4 separate regions of the Mus musculus genome follow, and all the other regions are linked to region 1. Evidence: chromatin contacts called from public Hi-C and promoter capture Hi-C data. All regions are on one chromosome and are shown on one strand. Each heading gives the region's core, a stretch centred on a gene start, on an enhancer-like site or on the middle of the called end of the contact. The rest is flanking DNA. Distances are from core to core; before and after follow the strand shown. Region 1 overlaps Iqch (IQ motif containing H). Region 2 overlaps Map2k5 (mitogen-activated protein kinase kinase 5). Region 3 overlaps Map2k5 (mitogen-activated protein kinase kinase 5). Region 4 has its middle 61 kb from the start of Gm39359.

Evidence for each region. Promoter capture Hi-C pulls out the DNA fragments that hold promoters and counts their contacts. A called contact is a pair of places that touch in the nucleus more often than the background predicts.
Region 2: a contact with region 1 is called in a Hi-C map of liver, with 5 times the contacts expected there. The contact joins two enhancer-like sites. A contact is called at or near these places in 2 of 484 Hi-C or Micro-C datasets (both in liver) and 1 of 115 datasets of contacts at active chromatin or transcription factors (embryonic basal ganglia).
Region 3: a Hi-C map of liver shows a contact between it and region 1, with 2.3 times the contacts expected there. The contact joins two enhancer-like sites. A contact is called at or near these places in 1 of 484 Hi-C or Micro-C datasets (liver), 1 of 115 datasets of contacts at active chromatin or transcription factors (embryonic basal ganglia) and 1 of 9 other capture datasets (embryonic stem cells).
Region 4: a contact with region 1 is called in a promoter capture Hi-C map of hippocampal neurons, with 2.7 times the contacts expected there. The contact joins two enhancer-like sites. A contact is called at or near these places in 6 of 39 promoter capture datasets (3T3-L1-derived adipocytes, the HPC-7 cell line, hippocampal neurons and 2 more), 2 of 15 datasets of contacts at CTCF or cohesin (the NIH/3T3 cell line and pro-B cells), 6 of 484 Hi-C or Micro-C datasets (the P5424 cell line, bone marrow-derived dendritic cells, bone marrow-derived macrophages and 3 more), 3 of 115 datasets of contacts at active chromatin or transcription factors (embryonic basal ganglia, embryonic stem cells and stem cell-derived neural progenitor cells) and 1 of 9 other capture datasets (embryonic stem cells).

What each region holds. Positions count from the first base shown.
Region 1 is chr9:63,533,700-63,536,571 of GRCm38.p6, forward strand. It overlaps Iqch (IQ motif containing H), which reads right to left. Exons shown (of 22, transcript NM_001311098.1): 8 at 2,536-2,615; 9 at 638-676. Gm16759 (a long non-coding RNA gene) reads left to right here. Exons shown (of 5, transcript XR_003948339.1): 5 at 1-305. Among named protein-coding and RNA genes, the nearest start is that of Gm39358, 30 kb to the right of the region's middle. Within about 2 kb of position 1,427, at least 44 of the 459 cell types and tissues checked have an H3K27ac peak or open chromatin away from gene starts, as enhancers often do. A contact at or near this core is called in hippocampal neurons and liver, where this site is marked.
Region 2 is chr9:63,183,941-63,186,812 of GRCm38.p6, forward strand. The region is part of intron 21 of Map2k5 (mitogen-activated protein kinase kinase 5); the gene reads right to left. Among named protein-coding and RNA genes, the nearest start is that of Skor1, 38 kb to the left of the region's middle. Within about 2 kb of position 1,446, at least 11 of the 459 cell types and tissues checked have an H3K27ac peak or open chromatin away from gene starts, as enhancers often do. A contact at or near this core is called in liver, where this site is marked.
Region 3 is chr9:63,200,050-63,202,921 of GRCm38.p6, forward strand. All of the region lies in intron 19 of Map2k5 (mitogen-activated protein kinase kinase 5), which reads right to left. Among named protein-coding and RNA genes, the nearest start is that of Skor1, 55 kb to the left of the region's middle. Within about 2 kb of position 1,497, at least 17 of the 459 cell types and tissues checked have an H3K27ac peak or open chromatin away from gene starts, as enhancers often do. A contact at or near this core is called in liver, where this site is marked.
Region 4 is chr9:63,855,070-63,857,941 of GRCm38.p6, forward strand. No RefSeq gene overlaps it. Among named protein-coding and RNA genes, the nearest start is that of Gm39359, 61 kb to the left of the region's middle. Within about 2 kb of position 1,497, at least 10 of the 459 cell types and tissues checked have an H3K27ac peak or open chromatin away from gene starts, as enhancers often do. A contact at or near this core is called in hippocampal neurons, where this site is marked.

The sequences.
Region 1 (2,872 bases), core at 177-2,676:
TCCCTCCTTGAAAGGGGGCACTCCTGGATGTCAGAGAGCCCAGCACATTCCAAGTGCAGTTTTCCTGCTAGCGCAGGGCCCTGATGGGACAGACCTTACAGGAGTGTACTTGCCATATGTGGGGACCGGTTCACTTTTTTTTTTTTTTTGGTTGTTGTTGTTGTGAACAGTTTAAATTCTATTTCCCCAGCCTACTTTACAAATGTAGTACATGTACATACACACTCACACACGTTTGTGTAAGTACAAATGAATGTGTGTACACATGTCAGCACATGCCAATAAACTACTACATTCATTTTTAACATCTTGCTTCCTTGTAAATATACTCTTAAATGAAAATCTTTGATGCTAAAAACACACAATTCAGACCCATTTTGAGGATGAGACATCTTTTGTTTGGGCAGTGACATGATTCAGTCCTCATAGAGAGCAAAGAAATGTTTTTCACTTTCCGCAACCACAATTATTTTTTTTTAACCATGGTCTAATTTCTTTTATAAAGAAGGGAAGCGCAAAAGAACTTTTGTTGCCAACTCCAGCTGTCAAGCGGCCTCCCACACTTCTGCCCTGAAGCAAAAGAAAGGGACATCAGGTGACAGATCCCAAATTCCAACTAGTCACACAAATTACAGACCTTTCTTCTGAGCGGTCCTCTTGACCTTTTGGCTCTCCCCTACAAGGGAGAAGGAGACACAGTTTAAATCAAAATGACTCTCCTGGGAAGTTTTACAAAACAAATAGAAGGCTCAGAGTCCTGGTCACCCTTTGCCTTTCTTCCCTTCCCCCACTGGGCCCGCTGTTCCCTACCCACACTGGCGGGAGCTAATGATTAGAGGGCTTTCCCACCCCCAGACATCAATGCTGTGCACGCCAAGCCCCACTTGCCTTTGAGGAAAGGGTTTGAGAAAGGAAAGATTTACATACATAGTTATAAACGGATGCTGGGTTCCACTTCCAGGGAACACTGCAAGAGGCATCGTAAGAAAGGGCTGACTGTGGCGTCTTGCCTGGGGTGGGAGCCTGGCAGAGGGTCTGCAATAGCTCCAATGTGGAGCTCGGCACTCTGCACTTTTCTCTTCACCTTTAACATCCGTGCCCAGTTTACCATACCACTATTAAGGAGTCAGTTTGGAAATGTACCAACTTGAAGCCACAGCCTTTAAATATTACTACTTTTAACGTTAGGGGAAATCTTTGCAAGTCAACAGAAGAAAATAATGCCAGGGCTAATAAGCATTTAGAAAAGACATTATTGTTTGATTTTTTTATGAGGCAAACTGCTTACTGGCTAAAAACTCACTCTGATATGTGTATTCCCTGTAGATTTGTTCTGTATAAAACAGAGCTGAGTTCTCAGTTGGAGTGAGAATCTAAACAGGTGCCTGGGCCTAGTGACATTATGCACATTAGCCCCTGGCCTGCTCACAGCCTGTTAAACAGCTGAAGTTGAAACAATGGTGGTGCCGGCCAGGCACCGCCGGAGGCCTGTCTGCCTTGGGATTCAGCCATTTGCATTGATTTTTTTTTTAACTCATGTTTTTCATGAAAACACAAATATTTGCCATGGCAACTGGGTTGTCACATGACATGCTACACCATAAGCAGCCTGGCAATCTCTTAAGGGGAAACGGCGCACCAGTGTGGAAAAGGCACCTGGCTCCTCATGAGGATGTCTGGGCATCAGAGGCAGGGAGGGCGGGGAGCAGCCTACTCTGAGAGAGTGGGGTTCATCTCCCTGCGGTCCCTTCTAATCCCTTCTTTCTTTTTTTCATGAGAACAGCTAAAAACATGACTACACAAGTCATACCAGAAAAAGTACTGCCAGATGTCCCCTTTTGATGGAGAAAAGTTTTAATTATCCTAAATCTGTCAGTGGTCCTTAAAATGAGAAAACAACCTACAGAAAAGCCCAGCCCCTTTAAACTGGGGGCATCTTCAGGAGAGTGAATTACACGGCCATGTGAGGGACTAATGTTAGAGAATACAGTCTCCTTCCTCTTCTCCATTGTGGTTTTCTGTGAATACCTAGAGAGCTTGTCTTTTCTTATGCTTGAAGACAAATGAGATATGGGAAACGCCTCTCAGTACCACACTGCATATGCTACAGATGTAGATGTGGATGGAAAACAAGTTACTGCACCCCAGACTTCTGGTCCCTGAGCAGCTGCTAGCATAGGCTGATCACTTGCCTGCCACTCTCAAAATACTGCAGTGGCTCTGCTCACCTTCAGCCCTGCCTATAGTGTCCTGGCAGAGTTGACTTCTGCATTCATTTTCCCTTTTAAAGTAGGAGCTGACTGTGTAGTTCAGTGGTGAGCTCTTGCCTAGCATGTGGGAGGCCCTGCATTTGATCCACAGCACCACAGAGACTAATGATAACCATAATAAGATAAACTGCTCCCTAACAGCCACTGAAATACTGCTTACTCCTGTGTGGAAGGAACAACTCTACAGTGTGTCTGTTACACAGAATCACATAGGCAGCCTGCACACGGGGCAGCTTGCCCTCCTCTGTGGTAGACATATGTGTACCTTGGGTATTTCTATCTGGTGAGAAGGCTCCTCCACTTCTTCAGGAACTGGGCGTGGCTTGAGAGCGAGAGGAAAGGAGGCTGTGGACAGAGGCAGGACAACATTACTCCTTCCAGAAAGACAGGCTAGGCCATCTGGTGCATCCTATGGGGTTCAACTTGAAAGTCAGATGGCTGGCATCCACTGTATGCTTACTACCTGCATTTCCTGTACCCATTCTGTGACACCGCTGGGATTCTTGTCTCCAAAGCAAAATCTATGATAAGGCAACTACTTCTTTAGAAAATAAGGTCAGCCCGCCTTATGCAAATGCCTAGAGGAAAGCTAGATCTAAAAG
Region 2 (2,872 bases), core at 196-2,695, 350 kb before region 1:
AAATCAGATTATGTATGTTTGTAGAGGTGCCCTAACGTACAGAGCATGTCATACTTTCCAGGGATCAACTGTCCTTGGGTGAGCTTCTTCAGGGGACAATGTCGTGTTTGTGTTCAGCGCTTCCTTTCCAGGAGTGTTTATTGACTGGGTTAGCGAGAATGGTGCAAGCAGGGAATGATCAATGGCGTTTAGCCTGACTGAGAGCCAAGGCCCGAGATAGGCACTGAATTATGAGACCATGCTCTTCCTTCAGCAAACTTACAATCTAGTTGGGGGAAAAAAAAATCCAGCTTCCCACTGGCTGCTCCTTCTAGACACCCAGGGTGCTGTAAAAGATCAAACAACACGACAGAACATCTCTGTCCCTGGCCAGGGCTGGCTGGAGGTGCTCCGTCTACTTAGAAGCTTCCATTTCTTACTCTAACCCTCTCTTACTCTAACCCTCCTCTTCTGAGGAGCTGGGAGGGCTGACTCTGCACACACTGACTGGCTCTGGAAAGATCCGCATGTGCCAGGTACTGCTCAGAGTGGGGAGTGAGCCCTGCCAGGTGAACCTGCAGGAGGATGGAGACCTCAAGAAGGACGAGGGTTGCCTTCTAGGCTGGAGACCACACCCAACAGCAGAACCTGGAGGCATCTCAGGGTACCCAATTTGGGGATGCAGGGTAACATTGTAGCTCCCTCAGCCCCCAGTGAATTGGATATGAAGAAAACAGGAGGCCAACCACTCCACCTACTGCACCTACACTAACCCCTGTTCCTCGGGGCTATGACTGCAGCACTGCCATGTGCCTTCACATGAGATGCCGTAAATCAAGACGTACTGCAGCTCATGTTCAAGCAACGGCAGCCTTACACAGGGAACTCATAGCTGTAACAAAGGATCAGACTAACCAGTGAGACGGCTCAATGGTTAAGGTGCTGCTAAGACAAACTTTCTGAATTTTATGCCCAGGGTCCACGTACTGGGAAGTGATTCCTGAAAAGCTGTCCTCTGACCTCCATGTGTGTGCCGTGATGCTTGCACATACAACAAACAAACAAATAAATACATGTAATGAAAGAGAGAAAGAGATCTGACTTGAAGGAGTGGGGAACGTTAGCCTCATCTGGAAACGAGCTGTCAAATCACCATGGCTGCTGAGGCTAGGCCTTTTCCATCTGTATCTCGACATGTGCACGCTTAAAATACATAACACACACACACACACACACATCCTTTAAAGTCTCATAAGGAGACTAAGCAGGCACATCTAGAGAGCAAAGCCTGTTTGCTGGGGTTATAATCCAGAGTCTTGCTGAAGTGTTAATGTGTTATCAGAAATTCAAATTGAAACTGACTGATTTAGCGCTGTCTCAAGCACCCAGACAGTGGCTCTGGCGTTATAATTCTGTGTAGTCACAGTGCTAACATGAGCTCTCCTGGAGGACTCCCGTGCATAAGCAAACACAAACACTACTTACTCCATGGCCTTTGGAACCCGAGGAAAAAAAGATGCCATGGCTATCAGTTGGACTTTGTGAGGAGCCACCGCCATGTGACAAGGACTTTTGTGCTCAAAGGGGGCACGCAGCCAGGACTCCTGTCTGTAAATTCTGGGTGCCACAGCTAATGTGTGTAGGTAAAGTATAGAACCTAAGCAAAAATGAAGTCTGCAAGGATGAGCCAGATGCTCGGGAACATTCTAAAAACAGGTTGTATGTGGCAGGTATGTTGGTACAGGTCTGTAATCCTGGGACTGGAACTAAGGAGGACCACAAGGAATCGGGAGGAGGAAGAAGAGGAGGAGGAAAAAGAGAAAGGAAAATAACAGACATATTGCACTACGCAGGCAATAGTCAGATGTAGTAAATGGCATTCACGGTGAGAAGAGTTTGCTAACCGTCCTTAATATGTTGAAAAGTATAGGTGCCCCCAGCACTCACATGGCCCCGATCACCCAAGGCACCTGTGTGAAGGTAGCTGTGTGAAGATGCCCTTTCTGAGCTTCAGCCTCTTCAGTAGGATGTGGTGGTGATGCTGGACAGGCTGGGTCCTGTGCTTCCAGAAAGCTATGCATCTTCTCACCTTTGTGTCAACCAAGAGGACCCCCAGTCTCCGAGAGGAGACCCCCTGTCCTTCTTCAGCGTCCTTTACCTGCCTCCATGAAGCCCTGGTCAGCCCCTTTTCTTTTGGTATTTCTGGTTAATGAATGCTCTGACTACTGACATAGTGGAATAGAGATCATCTTACTTTGCCGAGCGCACTTCACCTTTCACAGTTATCAGAAGGTCTGTGTCTCACAGTGAAGACACTTGTGTGAATCCCAAAGTCACGCTGGGGTCTGAGTGCAGAAGGGACCAAAATCCAGCATCCCTTCATTCTTTGAAAGGGAGTGTGCAGATGTCTGATTTATCATACACTTTGATTAATTAGAATAACCGACCAAAGTATCTGAAAATGTAATTACAGACGGGTTCAGGCAAACAGAAATGCTACCAGTGACAATTTAATTTAGAGGAGTTAAAGAAGTTAGCATCTCTTTGCAAGTAATTAAATGTTTAAACAGGTTTTTCTGGAGCAGTTTGGTGTTTATTGGCCCCCAAACATCCCCCCACCCCCATACACAGAGCCTTCACGGAGAAATAAGACGCCTTATGTTTGCAGCTGGGCTCAGGGGGAGCAAACATCCAAAACTCATTGTGCTTATGGCTGCCTGAACCCTCCCCTAAGGCCTATGCCTGCTTCTTGTAGACCCCACCCTGCTGTGGGTTTACTGTTTATACTGTGGGTTTACTGTTTACAGTGGTTCCTAAGCAAACTGTGACGTTCCCATCCCAAGCTGAGCCCCAGGTTGCTTCTTAGGAACACAAAAACCAAACTGGGGGAAGC
Region 3 (2,872 bases), core at 247-2,746, 330 kb before region 1:
AGAAGGAAAATGAGACACGCAGCATCTTATGTGGATATTTAATTTTATTTAAGACCTAATATTATGGCCTGTTACATGTCTCATATTATAAAACTATGGAACACCGGGTGGTAGACGTGAATAATTTATTTTACTTCTGACAACAGCAGCCCATGTTGACTTTGGAGAGTCGCAGAGAGCAGATTCTCATCTCAGTGGGGTCTAGAAGAAATCACTCATCAGAGATGTGGGGGGGGGGGACAATCTAATCTCAAGTGCATGCCATCAGATATTTCTTTTTCATTTTAAAACCCACATCTCTTGCATGCTTCAAGGAGACCTATTCTGAGAATCAGAGGGCTGGCTAGAGGGTGGTGGAGAAAACAGGCAAGGCTGACCCTGGAGACTTAGTGTTCCACAGAAGCAGCTGTTAACATACAAGAGAGCAGCGCACTAACAGTCTGCCAACAGTCATACTGCTGAAGAGATGCTTTCAAGAGCAAGAGGAAGAAGAAGAAGAAGAAGAAGAAGAAGAAGAAGAAGAAGTAGTAGTAGTAGTAGTAGTAGTAGTAGTAGTAGTAGTAGTAGTAGTAGTAGTAGTAGTAGTAGTTTGTATAGCTCAGGATGAGAAACCCTCTAAGAACAGGTCTATCTTGTTATTTTGTTCAAAGTTTAGGGAAGAAGCAAGGTCAGACACATACTTAAAAATTAGGCTCTGGCTTCCTGAGGGTCCACCGGAAGGGGAAGCACCTCGTCATTGTGGGACTGACGGGGACTGGGGACTGAGACCCATTGAGGGGTGGGGTGAGGAGTCAGAGACGCCAGTAAAGTACATGTTGCTACACATCCAAATGTCCTCTGGGAACAGGGCTCAGGCAAGAAGAAGACATGCGTTTGGAAACAGACATGCTGACTGAGGAAGCCGGTACTCTAAATGTCTCAAGATCTGGTGGAAACCGGGAAGAACGGGCGTGGTGGCGCACGCCTTTAATCCCAGCACTCGGGAGGCAGAGACAGGCGGATTTCTGAGTTCAAAGCCAGCCTGGTCTACAAAGTGAGTTCCAGGACAGCAGGGGTTAAACAGATAAACCCTGTCTCGGAAAAAAAAATGGGTCATAGAAGCCTTTAGGTCCTGGGTTCCGGATGTCACCCCGAGGGCTTTCTTGTAAACATCTAAGCAGGAAGGTCTGGACTGCAGGAGCAGGCACAACCTTAGCCAAAACCTTTAACCTGAGATTGAATCCCAAAACAACTTTAAAATCCTGCTAAGGACCACAAACTGTATCCTGCCACCAAGCAGGTAACTGCTAAATGACTGACAGCAGCCACCACGAAGCATTTTAGTAAGCAGTTCTCGGCATACAGGGGTGGCGTGTGTGTGTGTGTGTGTGTGTGTGTGTGTGTGTGTGTGTGTGTGTGTCTGCCAATCTCAGAGGCTTCGTAACTATCTGGTCAGCCCTTCTGCTGAACAACCAAACACGGGCAGGCCGCACACCAGACAACAGCGAAGGACACTGGGAACAAAGTTTGAATGACGCCTTTGCCTTGTGAGTAATGAACAGTTCAGAGAGGTCAACCCATTACAACCCAAACTGTTTAATTATTAATTATGCACAATCTCTGAGCAAAGGGACAAGTCTGGAATGTTTAATGTGTGCTAACTTCAACTGGACTCTCTCTCTCTGGGTATTTTGTTATTAGCACTTGTCAGCAAGGTACTCAGGCATAAAACAAAGGCAAGTAGCAGAAAATCGTGTGTGTGTGTGTGTGTGTGTGTGTGTGTACCTGCATATTCACTGAGGTGGAAGAACTACAGTTGCTGCCAGATCACACAGTTAAGTCTTCCAATGAGCAAACTTGTGACCGACTACAAGGGCAGGAAGGGCAGATATTCCTTATACAGAAAGCACAAATAAGAAAAGGCTTTTGAGGCAACCAAAGAGGGGGTCACTTTTGTAAAAGAATATCCGGTTTGAAAACCATGTTCCTCGGCTTTAAGGATCACCATGTGGTTGGAATCGGAATGCTTTTCCAGAGGTTTGGTTCCCAGCACTGCACGCTCACAACTGCCTGCAACCCCAACTCCAGGGGATCTGATGCCCTCTTCTGTCCTCCATGGGCACTGCACTCATATGCATCCACCTACATGCAGACATGCACACACATGCATACACTTTAAAAAGTAAAAATAAATCTTTGAAAGGACCTGTACATTAATTTTTACCTCTAATACACCCTACTCCTGTCCCCACAAATAATCACGTGTCTGAATAAGGTCAGGGCCCACGTCTGTGCTCATGTTGGAGTCCTGGTTGCTTTACTGTGTTTGACTTATGGGAGTTGTAAGTGGGAAGTAGGGATCTCTATTCTCTCCAACTGAATGAGAATCTAAAACCATATTAGGTGAGAACTCTCAAAAAGAAAAAACTATTTTTAAAAAATTCGCAGGAAGCTGAAATTCTTAGATCCTTGCTTTGTCACAACTGGCAAGGTTGAGGAATCTTTAAGACATATTTCTGAGGACTTCAGTTTTATGTTCACTCAGAAGTAAAGACAACAATGGACTTTTACAACAATGTGGTGGTTAATTCAGAGTACATCCAAATGGAAAATTATGTATTTCTCAGTCACATGATAGTTTTCTCAAGCGAGCACCTACCACATCAAAGACGGTGAGGCTGGCTCTGTGGGATGACTGATAGGGTATCAGGGAATGGCAGCCCTGAGCCTTTGCTCTTCACCTGTCCTCTCCCCTCACCGCAGGGAGCACATGCGGTATTAACACCATGAACGTTTCTATTTGTACAAATACAGGTATCCCTCCAAACCAGGATTTTATTTTACTGACATATGGGAGACAGAGGGATAACTAAACAATCTTGGGCTATTGACT
Region 4 (2,872 bases), core at 247-2,746, 320 kb after region 1:
TGGGCAAGAGGGACAGAGGTGAGAGAGGGTTTGGGGACTAGGTGGCCTTGGGAATCCTGACGCCTTGAGTACCTGGGATTTCCCCTCAAAAGCCCCTAGTAATGTATGTCAGGGTCTGTTTCTGAGTACTTGGCTCCCTCCTCATGGCTGTCTTGTCCAAGTATGTGTGAGTATGTGTGTGAGAGCAATGATGAGTAAGCTTGTGAGTGCATGCATGGGTGGGGAACACAAGTGCATATAACTGTGTGAATGGGTTCAGAGAATATGAGTGTGTGAGCTGGTATGTGTGTGTGTGTGTTGTATGTGAGTGTGGGATGCATGAGTGTCTGTGTGTGTGTGTGTGTGTATGTGTGTGTGTTGTGTATGTGAGTGTGGGGTGAATGAATGTCTCTCTCTCTCTGTGGGTGCATGAGTGTGTGTGTGTGTGTGTGTGTGTGTGGTGTAAGTGAGTGTGGGGTGAATGAATGTCTCTCTCTCTCTGTGGGTGCATGAGTGTGTGTGTGTGTGTGTGTGTGTGTGTGGTGTAAGTGAGTGTGCGGTGCATGAGTGTATATGAGGGTGAAGTAAATGTGTGTAGAATGATTATAAATGAACACACGTGTGTGTGGATGTGTGATGGCTGGGGATAGAGACTGTGTATGTGCATGGAAGAGTATAGGAGTGTGTGTAGGGAGTTGTTAGTAGAAGATAGTGTGCATAAATGTGGGGTGAGATTGTGTTCATGGTATATGTGCAAATCTCACTGTGGAGTGAGTGGGTGAGTTTGTGAGCATCTTTGTGTGAGTGTATGTCTGAGAGTGTTTAGAGTGTATAATTATGTGTGTGAGTGTATAGATGTAAGCATGAGTATGAGTGTGTGCGCACGCGTTTGTGTGTGTGTGTGTGTGTGTGTGTGTGTGTGTGTGTGTGTGTGTGTTCCCTCCCAGTCAGGAGCCTTAGGTTCTCTGGGCAGGAACTAGACATCCTGCCCTCTGTTGTACCCGCCGTGGCTTTTTCTAAGTGACACACTCAACAGCTTTGGGTCTTCCGCCCAGAGCACTGAGCTCTGAGAGGCTCCACTGCCGTTTCCATCTTCCCACTTTGCCTCTGTGTCGGAGCTGATTATTCTTTGGAGGACTTGTGAGCCCAACTACTAATCAAACAGAAATCACTAAGGCTGTACACAGTTCCACAGTGCCACCCTCAGCCCAAGGCATCATGGACCCTCCTGGAGGATGGTCTAGCTGCCAAAGGGACAGAACTGTTTAATTAGAACAACTTGGATTGGAAACATTCATCCATGTATGGGGAAAATGGCGACAGACTTTTTAGGACACGCCATAAGTTTTACAGTTATTGGATTTTTTCAACTTGTTTACAAAAGCAATATTGTGAAATGGCCAACAGCCAGGCCCAGTTGCTTTTCTTCCTGCTCCTTCTGATGACAGGAGGGTGTATTATCCCCCAGCCAGCTGGGGGGAGGGGCGGGCGCCCACATGCCATCTTGCTGTCTGTTTAATTATCCATTCAGCCAGGCTGGCACTGGAGCTCTCTCTGAGCTACTCACAGCCAGTTCTGTTCTGGAATGTGGCACAGCGCTCCCTCCCCACGCCTTGGGCCCCCTGCAGCAGCCTCACCCCAACAACATGCCAACTCCCAGAGCCAGCATGACCTTGAACTTGACTGGAAACATCTGGGCCACAAGTTTCTCCTTAGTCATAAAAAGCAGATCTCTCTCTCTCTCTCTCTCTCTCTCTCTCTCTCTCTCTCTCTCTCACACACACACACACACACACACACACACACACAGTGGGTTCTGCACCAGACCATGAGGAGTCCCTGAGGGAAGCTTTAAAACATAAACCTTGCCATGCCTGACCCTTCCAAGACAAGGTCGGGGGATCCTTGAACTTTTAATCTGTCCATTATTTATTGAGGGCTATATGGTGGCATGCATGTGGGAGATCAGAACGTAACTTGTGGGAGTTGGTTCTTCCCCTCCACCAGGTCTCAGGGATGAGACTCAGACTATTAGACTTGGTGGCAAGCACCCTGACCTTCTGGGCCATCTTGCCAGCCCCAGCCTGAATCTTTGAAAGCTCTTAAGTGATTCTGCTACTTTGTAGCAGGGTCGGACATCCATTGGATTTGGTGTCTCTGGCAGGCTTTACCCTGGGACTCCACAGAATGTTGCCCCATAGAGAGTGGGGACCAGAGTTGCCCCACAGAGAGTGGGGGGTGGGGACCAGAGCTGCCCCATAGAGGGTGGGGGTGGGGACCAGGTCTGCGCTCTGTCCTCACTCCGGCTCTGATCATCTGGCAAAGCTTCATTAAGTACAAAGTCACCTGGAGAAACATCCCCGTGGGCAGGCTCCAGACCACACCTGTAAATTGTGGGGGCAGGGGGTGGGGTAAGAGGGGGGAATGTATAAAATGCAGGTGCTAAGATAGCCTTCCCATGGTGCACCTGTACTGGCCTAGCTATGGGAGGGAAAGCATCTTCAGCTGAAGAGGAACTGGCGGCTGCTCTGGCCTGACTGAAGGATGCAGAGAAAAAAAGCAAGGACAGAGAGTTCAAGGTGGGAGACCTGGCCACCAACAGTCCTGGCTTGTCCCCAGGAGACCATAAAAGAGGGACCAGGAGCTCCTGCATTCAAACTTCTTCCATAGTTGAAGAGAGTATAGTCTCAACAGGGCATAATCACACTGACGCTGGCGGCCTCCTTTCCAGCACTATGACAAATACTTGAGATTTGAAATAAAGTCGTACGGAAGAAAGGTCTGTCATGGCTCATGGTTTCGGTTTCAGTGATTTTGGGTTGGGGCTTCTTAGCCTCGTGGACATTTGGGTCTGTAACGAGGCTCACATAGTGGGAACACAAAGCTCACATAG